Linked DNA regions of Sus scrofa: region 2 is linked to region 1. A link is a contact called in public Hi-C data. All regions are on one chromosome and are shown on one strand. The core of a region is the stretch at or near the end of the contact, and the rest is flanking DNA. Distances in the headings are between cores, read along the strand shown. Region 1 holds the start of DNAJC9 (dnaJ homolog subfamily C member 9). Region 2 holds the start of CFAP70 (cilia- and flagella-associated protein 70).

The links. Hi-C and Micro-C count contacts between places; a contact is called where the count stands out from the background.
Region 2: a Hi-C map of liver shows a contact between it and region 1, with 8 times the contacts expected there. The contact joins the promoter of CFAP70 here to the promoter of DNAJC9 in region 1. A contact is called at or near these places in 3 of 5 promoter capture datasets (fetal liver and liver), 12 of 47 Hi-C or Micro-C datasets (alveolar macrophages, embryonic fibroblasts, epiblast stem cells and 6 more) and 2 of 2 datasets of contacts at active chromatin or transcription factors (alveolar macrophages and skeletal muscle).

What each region holds. Positions count from the first base shown.
Region 1 is chr14:76,067,553-76,071,650 of Sscrofa11.1, forward strand. DNAJC9 (dnaJ homolog subfamily C member 9) reads right to left here and starts at 2,749. Exons shown (of 5, transcript XM_003483498.4): 1 at 2,445-2,749; 2 at 2,131-2,271; 3 at 1,251-1,505. The coding sequence starts at 2,624. MRPS16 (28S ribosomal protein S16, mitochondrial) reads right to left here. Exons shown (of 4, transcript XR_001301010.1): 4 at 3,465-3,725.
Region 2 is chr14:76,197,930-76,202,023 of Sscrofa11.1, forward strand. It overlaps CFAP70 (cilia- and flagella-associated protein 70), which reads right to left and starts at 1,969. Exons shown (of 27, transcript XM_013983341.2): 1 at 604-1,969.

The DNA of each region.
Region 1 (4,098 bases), core at 1,499-3,998:
CAGCCACACATAATAAGGTACCCACCAAAGAGCTAAAATCTTAGACTGTCCGCTTTCCATGGAGCTCTCACTATGAAAGCCAGCAATGGTGACTTCAGTACCAATCTGGTCTTCCTCCTGACTAGAGGCATAGATGTCTGCCACCTTGAATGCACTCCCTCCCTGAACCCCAGATATCCTTAAACTCCTTTTCCCTACCATCATCCTTATCCTCACCATCTCGAGAGATTAATATGGGTATAAAGGACACATGAGTCACAACCCTTGATACTCCATAAAAGTGTATCCCAAGTTGTATTTAGAAAAACCTTCATAAAAAATAAACTAAATCATTTGTTTAAGAAAATGTACATTCTGGGGAATTCCCGTTGTGGTGCAGCAGAAATGAATCCATGAGGATGCAGGTTCAATCCCTGGCCTCACTCAGTGGGTTGGGAATCCAGCAGTGCTGTGAGCTGTGGTATAGGTCGCAGACACAGCTTGGATCTGGTGTTGCTGTGGCTGTGGTGTAGGCCAGTGGCTACAGCTCCAATTCGACCCCTAGCCTGGGAACTTTCATATGCCGAGGGTGCGGCCCTAAAATGCAAAAAAAAAAGAAGGTATTTTCTGGGTCCAATTCAAGGATCAATCTGGGCAAGACCAAAGGAATCTGAATTAAAAAGACACAGTCTGAAAAACAGACACAGTCTCTGTCACCCTCTCCCCACCCTTTAACCAAGTAAGAACCACAATCTAGCTTAGGTATCTGGGCTCCCTTACTTCATCTCCCAGGAATGCCCCAGCAAGGCTACAAGAACTGGCCCATATGAAGAATATTTCAGTGCTACTTTAAAATATTGATTATCTAAATAATCCATGCCATAAAATCCTCCTGAGCACAACATAGTAGGTTAAAAAAAAGGTTCCCTTAATGAGCTGATATGCTCATTTTATTAGATGAAAACTAGTATAAAGTTAACCCTTATCCTTTTTTCAGTGTTTTCTGTTTTTGTTTTGTTTTTTTTTTTTTTTGCCACACCCATAGCATGGGGAAGTTCCTGGGCCAGAGACTGAACCCAAGCCACAGCAGTGACCTGAGTCACAGCAGTGACAACACAGAGTCCTTAACTGCTAGGCCACCACCAGAGAAGTCCTCAGTGGTCTTAGATATATTTTCTTTTTCTTTTATGTATTTTTATTACTGTAAATATCCTCAAATTCTTTTCGGAAGCAGTCAAGATATAAATAACAAAGAGCATTCAAAATCTTACCCTTCTTTTCCTTGCATTCATTTTTTGCTTCGATTCTTTGACAAAGGCATTATAGGATGGGACCTCTCCAGCATCAATAGCTTGTTGTATAATATTCCTTATTCTGGGTTCTTCTGTGTATTGCACACACAGCACAGACTCCATAATCTGATCCATGTCACCCTTGAAGTCTAGATAGGCCTGTTTAACGTCAGCCAGCTCTTCTTCAGAACCTTTGTATGTCTTTTCAAAAGCTTGAATGTCCTCTAGAGATATCTGAACAAATGAGAGATATATGCTTTAACTTTGAGAATTTTATTTTAAATAAAAGGAACTCTAGTAAAAACTAAATTTAGGTCTTGAAATGCTTCTCCCCAATACACGTTACTTGAGCTGAAACTGTTTTAAGGAACCAAATTTTCTACGCCAAAGATTTTCCAGAGTTCTCTCAGCCCGACCTTTACAACTGCTAAGCTACAGATCAGAAAAATTTAAGTGAAGTTTTCAAAGTTGGGAAGAGACCCAGGAAAATACTCAAAACTTGCATCTAGATATGTAAAATAAAGCACATCTTGTAAAAAAAATTAAATGCCCCCCTTTTACTATAATCATTCTACATCAACAGATGATTAAAGATCCATTTCAGTTAAGTGTGTGTATGTGTATGGTTTCACACATACACATGGTTCAACCTAATAGTTAAATTTGTCTTTCCTCAAGATCAATAGGTTAGATAGGTATCTCCTGAGGAATGCCTGTGGGTATTTATTAATATATCGAAGCCAAATAAAAATTTCCTCATTTTTACACAATACAAAGTGCAAGACCTTAGAGGCATCCAATAAATCTTCGTTGAATGAATGATGGTAACAGTCACAAGGAAATCTCCAGAGTTCTTTACCTTTTTAAAGAGTAATCTCCAATAGGTCTCCCAGTCCCGATCTTGGCTGAGCACATCAGAATCCTCGTCCACAGTTCCCTGCTCATCGTACACTGCCCTCTGATCTTTGTCACTCAGAACGGAATAGACCTTCCCGAGGATCTGCGGGAAAGAGCATCCAGAAGTCACCCCTGCCCCCTCACTGGAACAACACCGCGGAAAAAAAAAAGATTAGAAAACGCCAGGCCGGGTTCCGCTTACTTCACCCGGGCGGCGCTAAGCGGCCAGGAGACGGAAAGAAGCCCGGGCGGCGGGTGGAGCGGGGTCTAGCGTACCTGGAAGCGGCGAGTGGCGTCCTGCTTGTCGCCCTCGCCCACCCGGTCCGGGTGCACCTGCAGGGACACTTTGTGGTAACCACGTCGGACCTCGCCGTCTGAGGCCTCGCGTCGCACGCCCAACACTCGGTATAGGTCGGTGGTTCCGAATACTTCCTCGCACAGCTCCAGAAGTCCCATGGCTGGTAGTGGTGCAGAGCGGGCGGCAGCCTCACTGAAAACAGCAGGTCCCTACAACAGAGCAGAACACTACACCGCTTCCTTTTCCCGCGCAAAACGCCCAGGGCGCCTGCGTCATAAGAGGCGCAGGAAGGGGCGGGGTCTCGACGCCACACTTTACGACGGCTGCAAAATGGGGCGTGGTTAAAGCTGGCGTCAGCCGAGGTAGAGACAGGGTGTGGCTACGGCGTCCCAGATCTCTCTGACCTAGGGGATCTCCTTCTACCCCGCCCTCTCCTCCGCGGCCCGACTCCCCTTATTTTCGAAACTTGGCAGCTATATTCTCAAAATCCCCGCTCAGTTTATGCAGTATAAGGAACGTTCATCATATTAAGCTGAATCTATGCATTGTTGTTTTGGTGGGGTTTTTTCGACCGCCCCGCGGCAAATGGAGTTTCCGAGCCAGGGATCAGATCCCAGCCCCAGTTGTGACCACCTCCACAGCTGCGGCAACATGTGCAACACGTGCAGGGGACAGGTATTGAACCTGCGTCCCAGAACTCCAGAGATGCTGCTGATCCCGTTGCGCCACAGCGGGCAACTCCTGCAATGCTGTTTTTTTGCTTTTTTTCAGTTTAAAAAAAAAAAAAAAGCCTAACATTGGCGTTTGGCAATTTCACATGGTTTAACCTAAAGATTAAATAGATTTGCTCTTTTCCAATGATGATTTGACAAGAGTATATAGAGCTCTAAGGCCCAAATAATTTTGCATCCTACAGGTGGCGGAACTGCTGGGAAGGGACTTTCCCTTGAGTCCTGCAATAAATAAGCCTACATTAAACAAAAAACACAAAATACCAATCTTTTAAAAACTTTTTTAATCTGAGAGTCTAGATTTGACATTTATTACAGAATCATTCCTATTCACCTTAACAGCTCCTCCACTTTGGTGGAGATAATATAATCCAACAATCATCTTAATAAAAACACAAGCTTTGGGGGAGTTCTCTTGTGGTGCAGCAGGTTAAGGATCCAGCCTTGTCACTGCAGCAGCTCATGTCACTGCTCTGGTCCGGGTTCTTTCTCTGGCTTGGTAATTCCATATGCTGCAGGCACGTCCCCCTCCCATCCCCGCAAAAAAAAAAAAAAAGAAAAAAAAAAAAAAGGTCAACTTCAGAAGCAAAGGTTTTCTAAAGCATGTTGGATTTGAGGTAGTAGCAAGATAGGCTGATGCAATCATTTAAAACATGGTGAAAAATCTGGGCCTGGAAATCCAAAGCAAGGCCAGGGTTAGAGAAAACTTTGGAAATCAGGGAGAGGATGAGCCCACACAGGAAGTTGTATATATACGAATCTTTTAAAAAAGACAGACAACAGTAGTCGAGTTGGCAGAAACTCAGTAGCTCAAAGTAATACCCATTTCACATCAGTTCCCCTAACTGATCAATACTTTCCAGAATCACATTTGCCTCTGCTCTACCAATTGAAGTTTCTC
Region 2 (4,094 bases), core at 719-3,218, 130 kb after region 1:
CCGACTAGGAACCATGAGGTTGCGGGTTCAATCCCTGGCCTTGCTCAGTGGGTTAACGATCCGGCGTTGCCGTGAGCTGTGGTGTAGGTCGCAGACGCGGCTCGGATCCTGCGTTGCTGTGGCTCTGGCGTAGGCCGGCGGCTACAGCTCCGCTTGGACCCCTAGCCTGGGAACCTCCATATGCCATGGGAGCGGCCCTAAAAGTGGCAAAAAGACAAAAAAAAAAAAAGAAAAAGAAAAAGAAAAAAGAAAAGAAAGAAATGAGTTAGATTGGAGTTCCCGTAGTGGCTCAGTGGTTAACGAATCCGACTAGGAACCATGAGGTTGCGGGTTCATCCCTGGCCTTGCTCAGTGGGTTAAGGATCCGGTGTTGCCGTGAGCTGTGGTGTAAGTCGCAGATGCTTCTTGGATCCCGTGTTGCTGTGGCTGTGGCGTAGGCCGGCGGCTACAGCTCCTCTTCCCTCTCCGACCCCTAGCCTGGAGGTTCCTCCATATGCCGCGGGTGCGGTCCTAGAAAAGACAAAAAAAAAAAGAAATGAGTTAGATGAAGGCGATGCTGTGACTGGAGGGTGGTCTGTGAGCAGGGGCCCGGTCTGCGCTTACTGCGGGGGATCTCGGCGCAAAGTGGGAAGCGGGGTCTAAGTCTGGCTTCGGGTGGGAGGCCTGGGTTGGCGGGAGTCCTCGCTTAGCCGGGGGTCCGGCAGTGCAGTCGTGCTGGGATGTGGTCTCCGCCTTTCAGTCTGGCCCAAAGTTGAAAAGAAAAGTCCGAGATGCGGAGGCGGGGAAGAGACACTTTTCTAACAAGTGAGAGCGCTCTTAGATCGACACAAACTTGTTTTTCGTAACTATAGCAACCAACTGCCTCTCGCGAGAACTTGTACTGACCACAAGTTTATCCCAAGACTCGCGATAACATTGTCTGGGAGGTAAACGAGAGGCGGTGCAAGACGAGTTCCCGCGCCTGCGCTCTAGAACTACGTCCGCACCCACGGACCTACGAGTGCGCCTCAACGCTTCGTCCAGACCTGGAGCGATTCCCTCGTTCTTCTGAGGATGACCCTTTCTTTTAGCGAAAGTTTTGGTTAACTTCAAGGTTTTCTACCTTTCAATTTTGCTTTATCCACTTCTTTTTTTCCCAGTTTTTCCTCAATAAATAAGGATAAAAACCAAAAGGAAATTTATTTAAAGATAAAAGCCTTTATGAAACGATTTTTAAAAACAGGTCATTAAAATCTTTTTTCTGTAAAAAATGCAGAAAGACAGTATTTTAAAAGTGAGCTTGGCTATCATTCACGGTGATAATGCAAAACTATGTTGCTTTTAGTGCTCAGTATTTACAATAAGCAGAATTGAAGTATGTGACGTTAATGCAAAACTTTAATATATTTGAATTTCAGCGTTACTTTAGAGTAGGAATGGCAAAATATAATAGCAAAAACCTAGAAACAGGAGTTCCCGTCGTGGCTTAGTGGTTAAGGAATATGACTAGCATACAAGAGGACACAGGTTTAGTCCCTGGTTTTGCTCCGTGGGTTAAGGATCCTCTGTTGTCCTGAGCTGTGGTGTAAGCTGGACGCTGCAGCTCGGATTAGACCTCTGGCCTGGGAACCTTCATACGCCGCCAATTCGGCCTTAAAAAAAGCACACGCATACACGCAAAAGCCAAACCTGGAAACAGCCCAACATAAGAATGGATGAATACACTGATATATATTCCAGAATAGCATATTACAAAACAAAGGAATGAACTACAGCTACTTACAACATGGATGGATGAATCTTAGCAATATACATACTTTAAAATGTTGGCCAAATCAGAGATAATTTGAGCTTCAAAATAGACAATGATACTAAGTGAAGTCAGCACTGACATCGTATATTATCACTTACATGTGGAATCTTAGAAAAAGGACACAATGAACTTCTTTGCAGAACAGATACTGACTCACAGATTTTGAAAAACATTGTTTCCAAATGAGACAGGTTGGGGGGTCGGGGGATGTGCTGGGGGTTTGGGATGGAAATGCAATAAAACTGGGTTCTGATGATGGTTGTACAACTATAAATGTAATAAAATCCATTGAGTAATTTAAAAAATAAAAATGAGAGAAAGGAAAGCTCTAACAGTAGAATGCCAACTCAGTAATTGAGAGGAATTGACACAGAGAATTACCATTTTGCACCAACTACAGAAGTGTATGGTATGACTCAGGCAGGAGTCTTCAATGCTAAGGTTGGTGTGTAGAGGCTTGATGAGGAATAAGATATTGGCATGATTTTGGAATACTAATGGATTACAAAGGGGAAAACTGTGACATTAAGAAACCAACACTACCAAGCGATGAGGGTTAAAACACCAGTGTCAGGAGTCTACATTTCATTCCTCCTGATGAGACTCACTGGGAAAAGCAAAATATGTTGTGGTGTTCCTATAATCAGGGGGACCCAGGTTATAGGCCATTCTATAGAAAGTAAGGCCTGTACTCTTTGGATTTTTTAATGTTTTTATGGCCACACGCATGGCTGGGCTGGGGATAGAACCTGTGCCTCAGCAGCGATCCAAGCTGCAGCAGTGAGATTCTTAACCCACCACCCTACAGCAGGAACTCCAAGGCCTGTATTCTTTAATAAAACTGTCGAGGCCAGGGAAGATTAGCAGCACTTCTAGATTAAAGGAGTTTAAAGATACATGACAACTAAATGCAATATGTATTCCTGTATAACATGTTGGTCCAGGAAGGAAAAGAGACATTATTGGGACATCGGATGGAATTTGAATGGGATCAGTAGATTGGGTGGTAATATTGGACCAATATTGATTTCCTGATGTGGTACTTTGTTTGCTGTTATGTAGGAGAGTGTCCCTGTTTAGGGGAAAATACCTACTGGAGTGATGAGATATCATGCCTTCAGTTTCCGTCTCAGCCCTCAAAAGTTCCAGAAAAAGACTGATAACTAGGGATCTATGCACATGCACACACACACACACACACAGAGTGAGTAATGAAGCAGTAACCTAATATGAACTAGATGAGAATCTGGGTGACGAGGAAATGGGAGTTCTTTGCACTGTTCTGGCAACTTTCTATACATTTGAAATTATTTCAAAACAAATGATTAAACTATACACACACACACACACAATTCTCCATGGAAATTCCTTGCTTAGGATATGGTTACTAGAGCCAAGTTTTTAAAAATAAATTGTATTTCTGCTAATGAATATATAAAAATTTAAAAAACTAAGAGAGGAATTCCCGTCGTGGCACAGTGGTTAACGAATCTGACTAGGAACCATGAGGTCACAGGTTTGATCCCTGGCCTTGCTCAGTGGGTTAAGGACCTGGCGTTGCCGTGAGCTGTGGTGTAGGCTGCAGATGCGGCTCGGATCCCGCGTTGCTGTGGCTCTGGCGTAGGCCAGCGGCTACAGCTCAGATTGGACCCCTAGCCTGGGAATCTCCACATGCTGCAGGAGCGGCCATAGAAAAGGCAAAAGGGCAAAACATAAAATAAAATAAAATAAAAAACCAAGAGAAAGATTTTTTTAAGTTGCAACGTTATAAATAATAAAAACATCTCAAAATAAAACTATGGAACAATTGAGTAAGGCATTTATCTCTGGATTTTTTTCCCAAGTGAGCGTTGTGAGTGAATTTGCACTGAGATAGCCATCCTACCTTGTGTACAACATACTTTTTCCACATAATAAGCTAGACTTAGGACAAAGTCTTTGCTAGGGAACTGCTCTAAATCACTCATGATCTTGATCTACTAAGTATTTTGTTTCAAGGCCTAGGCAATCAAGGATAAGTCACAGGTGTCACTTCCTTAAACATAATTAATCCTTATTAGACTTGGGGTGACAGATGGCATAACTTTGTGTTATAGTGTTATTTTCCTAGAGAATGCTTACACAGGTGCCACTCTGAATTTCCTATAATCCTTATAAGGAAAGGCATTCAAATATTTTCTGCTAATTTATGTATGTATGTATGTAGTCTTTTTGCCTTTTCTAGGGCCGCTCCTATATATTAGAGTTCCCCTTGTGGCTCAGTGGTAAGGAACCTGACTAGTATCCATGAGGATATGGGTTC